2 separate regions of the Mus musculus genome follow, and region 1 is linked to region 2. Evidence: chromatin contacts called from public HiChIP or PLAC-seq data. All regions are on one chromosome and are shown on one strand. Each heading gives the region's core, a stretch centred on a gene start, on an enhancer-like site or on the middle of the called end of the contact. The rest is flanking DNA. Distances are from core to core; before and after follow the strand shown. Region 1 overlaps Gm29890 (a long non-coding RNA gene). Region 2 overlaps Kif26a (kinesin family member 26A).

Region 1 (4,136 bases), core at 300-2,799, 170 kb after region 2:
GCCATGAAAACCAGCCCCTGAAGTTAACTCGTGTCAGACAAACCTTTCCACAGACACTGAGAGCACTGGGCAGAGGCGGGACAGCACTCACTGGTGGCCCTGGAGAGAAGCCTAACGCTGGCAGGTTCTGAGGACAGCACAGGGGTGCATCAAGCAGGACGGCACGCAACCATGTTCATGAAAACCGTGCGGTCTTCTCGACTGGAAATGAGAACAGAGCTTAAGGTCCTTTAGCTACCAAAGGAAGAAAGGGAGGGAGGGAGGGGGAAAGAGAGGGAGGGAGGGAGGAAGAAAGGGGAAGGAAGAGGGAGGAAGAAGGAAGGAAGGAAGGGGAAGGCTAGAAGAGAGGTAGTCCCAGATGGTGTGTCTGTGAGAACACTCATCCACTGTTTCCACACAGCTCAATGCAGCTGGAAGTCATGTGGAGACCTGAGCTGCCACCAACCAAGGAGAGGGCAGCGCAGTTTAAATTACAGCAGAGTCATGCACAGGCTCTCAAAAACGAAAGTTTACCTACATCTGACAAACAACACTGGGTTATAGGAGGTTTGCCTAACTGGAGAGGCACAGATCCCGGGTGATAATGGTTTCTTTCAGAAGTTCAGAGTTGTCCTCTGCCCCACCTTGCTTTCAGGATGGGTCTTGCTTTTGGGATCCTGGACACCGTGGCCAGGTCGGGGCTCAGGAGTCTGCTTCATTTCTACAGCCACACAATGATCAGAGACACCCTTTCTCTAGCTTATCCTGCCTTTCTCTGGACTTAGTGCCAAGGCTCGCTCTTGCCTCCTTTTGTCCTTAGGGTTCTGCACTGGGCTCTCCTGCTCCTTCACCCTAGGATCAGGGCCTTCCTCAGAAGAGAGGGCTGAGGGGGACAGTGCTAGACATCCAAGCTAGTGGGCCAGGTGTAGGAGAGGCATACGTGGTGTGTGCGTGTATGTATGTATGTGTGTGCGCGTGCATCTGCGTGTGTGCGTTGGGAGGGGGAGTTCCTTTTCACAGCTGCCCACATAGGCCTGCCTGTGGTCCCCACCCAGCCCTTGAATATGGATTTGTGCCTCAGGACAGGAGGCACAGGCCCGGCCTTAATTAGACGTGATGAGCGTGTGTGCCTGGAATCATCATCAAAGGGGGACAGCCGCCCGCCGCCACCCCTTCCCTCTCCCCTCCCAAGGACAGCATCTGCTTCCTCCCTCCCAGAGCAGGCCAGCTCTGACAGCAGGCCCAGGAGTCCCCTCTATTTAATTAGGACGGAAGTTCCCTCAACCCTGGGAAAGGATTTAATTTCAATATTTCCTTTGCTGAGCTGGGAGCCTCCTGTCCCTCCACACCAAGGGTCTTTCATGGCAGCTTGGCCCAGCCCCTCCTCTCTCATTGGTGAAAAAGCCTGTCCTGGAGAAGAACCAGGAGGAGCCAAGGGCAGCGGGGTGGGGGGGTGGGGGTGGGGGTGCTGCAGCTGTGAAGAGAAACCCACCCTTCACCCCACCCCCACCCCTCCCTGAAGCCTAGCCCTCAGCAGCAGGGCCGCAGAGCCTGCAACCAAGCACAGCCCTCTCTAGGCATCTGTGCACAGACTGGGAGCAACAAGGAGCTCACTGACCGCTGACCTCAGACCATAGACTTGAGTCTCTGGATCATCCCCTAAACCTCCTTCGTGCTCTGTGCTTTAGCCTGGCCTATTCCGTCCCTGGTGCACACACATGTGTGTGGGTAAGCACATGTGTGAGCATAGACGTACATATGCACCTAAGTGTGCCCCTGGCAGTTGTAAGTACGCATGCTACACACGTGCACACTTGTGTGTATGTGATCACAGGAGCACATTTGCGCATATTTGTATATTTGTCTGTGAGCCCGGATGACTGGGCTGAGCCTGGTTTCTGTCATTTCTCTTTAAATTGCTGGATGCTCTGATCCGTGGCTAACCTCTTGGGGTCAGCATCAGCCTGATCACAAGACGGGCACTGGGCACCCGCAGGGCCAACACGCAAATGCTTGGTGGACAGACTTCTAATCCAGCCCATACCTGGGAGGTAGGGGAGGCCCTGGCCTTGGGGGAGGAGGATCATGATTTGGTGACTGCACCCTGGCCTGCCCCAGACTCGGTTTCCCTGTGTGTGTGGACAGCCCCAATGGAAGCTGTGTCTCTGGGGCGTCTTCTCCTACCAGGCCCTGGCCATCTGCGTCCTGCCGGCTTTGCTCTGTTCCAGCACCAGCTCCCCTTTATTCCATCCTTTGTGCAGGACAAAGATCAGCTGAGACCTGGCTCTCAGCCCAAGTGGCCCTCAGCCCTTCGGAGGCCGCTAATGAGAGGTGTCAGCCGGCAGCTCTTCAAGAGAGCTCGCTGCCCTGAGCAATTTCTTAAAAGGAAAATTCTAACCTTAAGGAGTCCTTTGAACACGTTGTGAATGAGCAATGAACACAGCCAGGACGGCTTCTTAGAATTACCAAGGGCTGCAGATTCGTGAAAAGAGAGATTGATTTCCATTTGGTCTCCTGAATACATTTCCTGTGTTCTCCAGGTGTTTGTCATGCCTCGTACTAAAGGAGAGGTGGGGTCCTTGGCTAACAAATTATGATCATTGGTATTCTCCCTCCCTCTTCCATCCCCCACCCGAAAATTTATGCGTTTTCCAGACAAAACGTGCTCCCACGGACAGCGCTGGTGTTGTCTTCACGGCAGTCAAGTATCGATGGTATTGATTGCGCTGTCCCCAGCCTATACGTGTGGATGGACGCTCGCAGCCCCCAAAGGATGTGTAGCTGCTTGTGGGGACCTGGCCCCAAATGCCAGCTCTCTCTGCTGCCACTTCTAGCTCTCTGTACCCTGCCCCAAGCCCATCCCAAGAGTAGCCACTCTGGTCCTATCTAGTACGTCTCTGCCTCAGGCTGGTTTCATATCTACCCCCTCCCTACCACTCACTGCCCATTCTGGAGAGCTTTGACAGATGTCCCAGGCCTGTGTACGGTATTCACTGTGTAGACATTTGATGTGTACATGAACGAGTGAGTTACTGAGTGTGTAAATGAATGAGTGTGTACTCTGTTAGAGAACGAAGGATGGGAGCCCGTGAGCCAATGAGAAAGGTAGCTTCAGTTCTTTCGAGATGGCCATTGGATTGGAATCTGGGTCTTTGATCCCTCTCGGGACTCCCTTCCAGGTGCTGGCCAGTTAGAGGCCAAAGTCACCCCAACCCTACGCACCCCAGAGGAAGCACCGCTGAAGCCCTGGAGCCAGGTGGATCAAAGCCACCCAGGCTCTTACACAGCAGCACCCTGCCACAACAGGCCTCGGGAGGCAAATTTACAGGGAACTTCCTGAATTGCTTTCTTTTCTGTTTTATGAAATACCTCTCTAAATGTCTGCATATAGCTCTCTTGAGGAATGGAGGGAGAAAAATAGCAATTAAAGTCTTGTCATCAGACTTGTTCAGGCCGTTAAGTTGTTCAATCTTGCATAAAAAATCGGTGCATGTACTTGACGTGGGCGGGAGCACCTGGTGAGGCTGGAAATGTAAATCATGGAGTAATGATATGCATGCTGCCTGCTGGAGGCAGCCCAGGCCATGCTGTCGGGTTCAGATGGCATAGGCCCTTTACCTTCGGGGTCCCCAGCAGAGGCTGGTGAAGGCTGCCCCAGGCATGTGGTAGTGCTGTGGCCCCCGACTGTCTCCCCATCCCCAGCCTTGCCCAAGTCTGGACTCACACACAGGAATAGCTTACGCCACCATCTACTCAGACAGATGTGGCCGATCCTGGACAGAATCTCCATGGCCCTGGGGTTGTGCAAACTTGCCACCCAGCCATCCTGGAGCCCCAATGGCTGGACATTTGCTGAGCTCAGGCTTGGCGCCCATGGGAGAAAGAGCAGGAGACAGTCATGACCAGTGACGTCACTCAAGCCTGGCCTTTGAGCTGGGGCATAGATGAAGTCACGAGATAAGGGGGGGGGCACAGCTCCCTAAGATGCTCTTTCAGCTACACGGCCCCAGCAGGAGCCCTTAGCTACTCTCTCTCAGCCTGGATGCCAGGTCTGTTCTTCAGGGAACGTCCTCATTTTATGGCATCTCAAGAGAAAGATAGCTCAGGCCATAGAGATTCATTCCCCTCTGCAAGAGGGTCATTTATTTTGACACATG
Region 2 (3,915 bases), core at 433-2,932:
TTGCTGTAAGGACGGTAACTGCCCTGCTGCGGTAAGGTCTCTGGGTACATGGTGGCTCGTTCTACAGAGGTACCACACCTGGTCTCAGGGCTGCATCCGTTGAGAGACCCTGGTAATATCTGAGCTCATCCCAGGGTCACCTGTGCCCTCTCAGCCTGGGGATCCCAGGCTTCTGTCATCTGGGACACAGGCCATATTGTCAAAGTGGAGAGGGTATTTTGGAGCTCTAGGGGCCTGGGGCTTTCTGGAAGAGACCAGCTGCCTGTCCTTTCCTGCTAGGGCTTGAGTCCCCTCTGCTCCCAGAGCCCGAGGGGCTAGTAAACAGCATGTGAAAGCTGTCCTGGGGACATTTAATTATATCTGTGCACCGTGCTGAGGCCTCTCCCTCTCTAGAATTTATTTTAGCTAATTAGTTGGAAATGCCAGAGTTGTATTTCAGATAGTGGAGTGTCATACGTTATCATATGGGGGGACAATTAGCTCTCATGCCAAATATTTATTGTGGTGCCTTGCGTAATTGTACCTTTGGGTGCTCCCAGATGGCCCAGGGATGAGGGCCAGAAGAGGTCTGTCTGCCTGACCTCTGCGGTCACTCCAGGACTTGAGAAAAGCTGTAGAGTCAGCCCCAGGTGGGGTCTGCATTTTCCTCCGTGGCTGGGGTAGACCTGTCACATGCCCTGAGCTGGGGACAGGAGTCCTGGTAGATTGCCTTGGAGGCTAGGCCTTTAGTGCAGGCTCCAGGTCTCTAGGCTGTGATTTCCAGTCACATAGGCAGGATTTTGCAAGTGAGGGTACTCAGCCTGGGGTGATGGGTCTGTCACCTGCCTGTTCCTCACGCGGATTTCTCCTTCCTCCAGGCTGAGGCAGCTGTAGCTGCGGTGGCTGTGGCCGACACTGTCCGAGACTGTGCTCCAGCAGCAGGCCCTGAACGTATGTCGAAGGCGTGGGGCCGAGGGGCAGCATGCACTACAGCCCTGGTTACCCCAGCCCCAGGCACCTCAGCAGGGGGTTCCACAGGCCCGTCTGCAGCGGCCTCTTTCTTTATAAGGTAGGTCCTCTGGGGTCACACAAGCTGCAGCATGTTGTTGGAGAATGGAGGCCTTGATCTGTCTGTTCTTGGGAGAAAGAACTGTGGCTCAGTTGATGGAAGAGTGGGAGCTTCGAGAATCCCGGCTGGCCTCCTGGGACACTTTTCAAGGGTACCTGTCTAGGGCCCACAGTTTGGGTGCATAGATGTGAAGAGGCTGGGGTTTGACTCCTCCCCTCCCGGATGCCTGTCTTGAGGTTGTAAGATGGTGTGGTTGTGGTCGTCTGGCCAGAGGGAAAGAAGTACTTCAGGGTGAGAACAGGACCCCCTCTTCCTGAGTTTGGCCAGCGGGTGGGTGGGGGAGCCTGGCCAGTGCATGGGTTGGAGAGAGTTTCCCTGGCTCCAAGGCAAAGCCTCTGGTTCTGCAGACCCAAGGCTGGAGTCCTACCCTCATCCACAGCCTGAGGGAACAGGGATTACAGGATGTAATCGCCATAATGAGAGGTAATGGCAGCCAGCTGGGGGTCACTGTCCCATTAGCAGCCCGAATGGGCGCTGATAAGCTTGTCTGTATCACGCTGGGCAGTGTGCAGAGGCTGTCTTATCAGCCCTGGTCCGGGGGGACTTGAGGGCCTGATGGGGGGCGTGACGGGGCATGTGATTAGGGCATTGTCAGGGCTGGCTGATGAATGCTACAGTGCAGTGCGCACGACCTCCTGTGACTGATGTGGCCTCAGCAACCAACCCAGCCAGATGCAGACAAGCTGCCTAGATGGGGACAGCCTGTCTGGGAACCTCCCTGTGCCAGCAGCAGTCAGGGTAGGGTCTAGGGGGCTGGGCACGAGGGGCTGATATCTGGCCATGTCCTTATCCTGCTCAGTCCTGATTTCAAGGGCCTTTGCTTTGAGGATTTGGTGGCCGGTGTGTAGCTACACTCCTGGCTTGGTACTAGGTAGGAGGTTTTGAAATGCTCAAATCTATTGAAAAGTGTTTACATGGTTGTAGGTCCTGAGTCTGGGTACCACCTGGCACCCTGATTCTGAGGTGCCTGAGGAAGGTCTTGACACAGCGTGTGTGGTATGTGTGGCCCCCTCTCACTGGCTCATTAGCCACCCTGCCCGGCTGCAGGCAGCAGCTGCTGACTGCCTTTTGTCTCATCCCAGGCTGTGGAGGTTCCTCTGCCTGAGCAACACCCTGACCTTGGAAAGTTACCATAGAAACAAAGAAACAAGTGGACTTGGGTGGGGGCTGGAGGCAGGTTTCCCAAGGCACGCATGCACGCACACGTGTGGGGTAGGGGTGGGGGGTGGGTGGGAGTCACTGTGACTATCAGTGGCTTCCTGACCTGTGATGTGTGGCCTCTCAAGGGTCGGGTTTAGAGTAGGTGCTTCTGCAGGTGGTATCCAGCAGGGCTGAGATTGCTACTGGGAGGCTCGCCCCAATGAGCTTTGAAACTTTGTAACCACTACCTGGCTTTGTGGATAAGGGCGAGGCATAGAGTTGGAGAGGGGATTGCCCAGAGTGCACCAGGAGGCAGTAGACCTCCGCCCCACCCCACAGCTCCTACTGAGCAGGTGCTGTGTTCACGCTCTGATCCTGGACAGTAGGAGTGACCCTCGCCTATCCCTTGGGGGTTTTGCACAATGGTGTATAGGTGTGTGTGTGTGTCTGGAATCTGTGAAGGTGGCCCTTGGATGAAGGCCAGGTCAGAGAGTTGCCTGCCCTCCGGGAGGGCTTCAGGGGCTGAGGAGATGAGGTGGCAGGGGCATCTATGCTGTGCCCAGAAAGCAGGGTGAGCTCGGAGGTTCAGGTTCTCCAATCTTACAGTCCTGAGCGGGGGCTCTGCACTTGGCCTGACTGCTCTTTCCAGGCTGAACAAGCAACTCAAGCCATCCTCACCCACTTCAGTGGGCCATGCCCACATGAAGAACACTGTAGTCCTAAGGGTACCCGGGAGCCTGGGAGTTGGGGGAGGGGTGGAGTAACATCCGCTCCTCTGGACCTGCAGTTAAGCACTGACTAGACAATACCTGCCCAGTCAGAAATTTGAGGCCACACTCCATAGGGACTACCGTGACCCTGATACCCATGTCCTAAACCCTCTAACTGCTGTGCAACTTGCAGCCTCCCCTCTCTCTGATGCTCCCATTAATTAGCACAGCCCACCTGCCTAGCTGTCCTACTGCCCTTGGTAAATATGAGATACTCTGGCACCCAGAATCTGGCTATCTTGAGAACATCTGCTGGGGTAGGTTGTGGAGAGACAGCTGCTTTGGTGGCAGTTTTCTTTAGTCAGGTCTTGAGTTCCTTTAGCTGTTTGACCCATGAGGAGCTCCCAGTAAGCACTTTAGGCCCTCATGAGGCGGATCCTGCAGATGGCAGGTCCGAGGTAGTGAAGGAGGCTAGGTGTGTGGCCTTGTTGTGTCCCCCAACCCCTCAGCTTAGGGAAGTTTTGGACTGGCAGCAGCTGGTCGCTCCAAGGGAGCAGGCTGCCTTTCAGATACCTAGAGATCTCAGTGCTAAGCCCAGTTGCCTCTAAAGTACCTTCCTCTTGGAAAGAGGTAAGTTTTTTTTTTTTTTTTTTATGAGACGAGTTTTGGTTTTGATTTTGGTTTTGGTTTTTGTTGTTGTTTTGTTTTTCTTCTCTCTGTTTTCACGAGTCAGTGACCAGAGAAGTGATGGATCTTGGATTTGCTTGCTGTTCAGGCTGGTGTTCACAAACTGGGCCACTCACGTCCTCAGCAAAGGTGTGTGCCAGGCTCCCTGTGAGCTCAGGAAGTCTCTGGCAAGAGTGGTTCTATAGACTAGGAAGCTTAGGGCTGGGGTCTGCATCGGGGCATCAGGACAGGCTTCCTGGAGGTGGTGTCCTTTGAGGGTGCGAGCTGTTT

Evidence for each region. HiChIP or PLAC-seq counts read pairs in DNA pulled down with a chosen protein or histone mark.
Region 1: a contact with region 2 is called in an H3K4me3 HiChIP or PLAC-seq map of embryonic forebrain, with 4 times the contacts expected there. The contact joins two enhancer-like sites. A contact is called at or near these places in 4 of 484 Hi-C or Micro-C datasets (bone marrow-derived macrophages, embryonic fibroblasts, gonadal supporting cells and 1 more) and 6 of 115 datasets of contacts at active chromatin or transcription factors (cardiomyocytes, differentiating embryonic stem cells, embryonic basal ganglia and 3 more).

Annotation. Positions count from the first base shown.
Region 1 is chr12:112,332,387-112,336,522 of GRCm38.p6, forward strand. Gm29890 (a long non-coding RNA gene) reads right to left here. Exons shown (of 5, transcript XR_001780725.2): 3 at 44-201. Among named protein-coding and RNA genes, the nearest start is that of Gm29890, 5.8 kb to the right of the region's middle. Within about 2 kb of position 1,550, at least 61 of the 459 cell types and tissues checked have an H3K27ac peak or open chromatin away from gene starts, as enhancers often do. A contact at or near this core is called in embryonic forebrain, where this site is marked.
Region 2 is chr12:112,162,494-112,166,408 of GRCm38.p6, forward strand. Kif26a (kinesin family member 26A) reads left to right here. Exons shown (of 16, transcript NM_001097621.1): 4 at 858-1,048. Among named protein-coding and RNA genes, the nearest start is that of Kif26a, 18 kb to the left of the region's middle. Within about 2 kb of position 1,683, at least 45 of the 459 cell types and tissues checked have an H3K27ac peak or open chromatin away from gene starts, as enhancers often do. A contact at or near this core is called in embryonic forebrain, where this site is marked.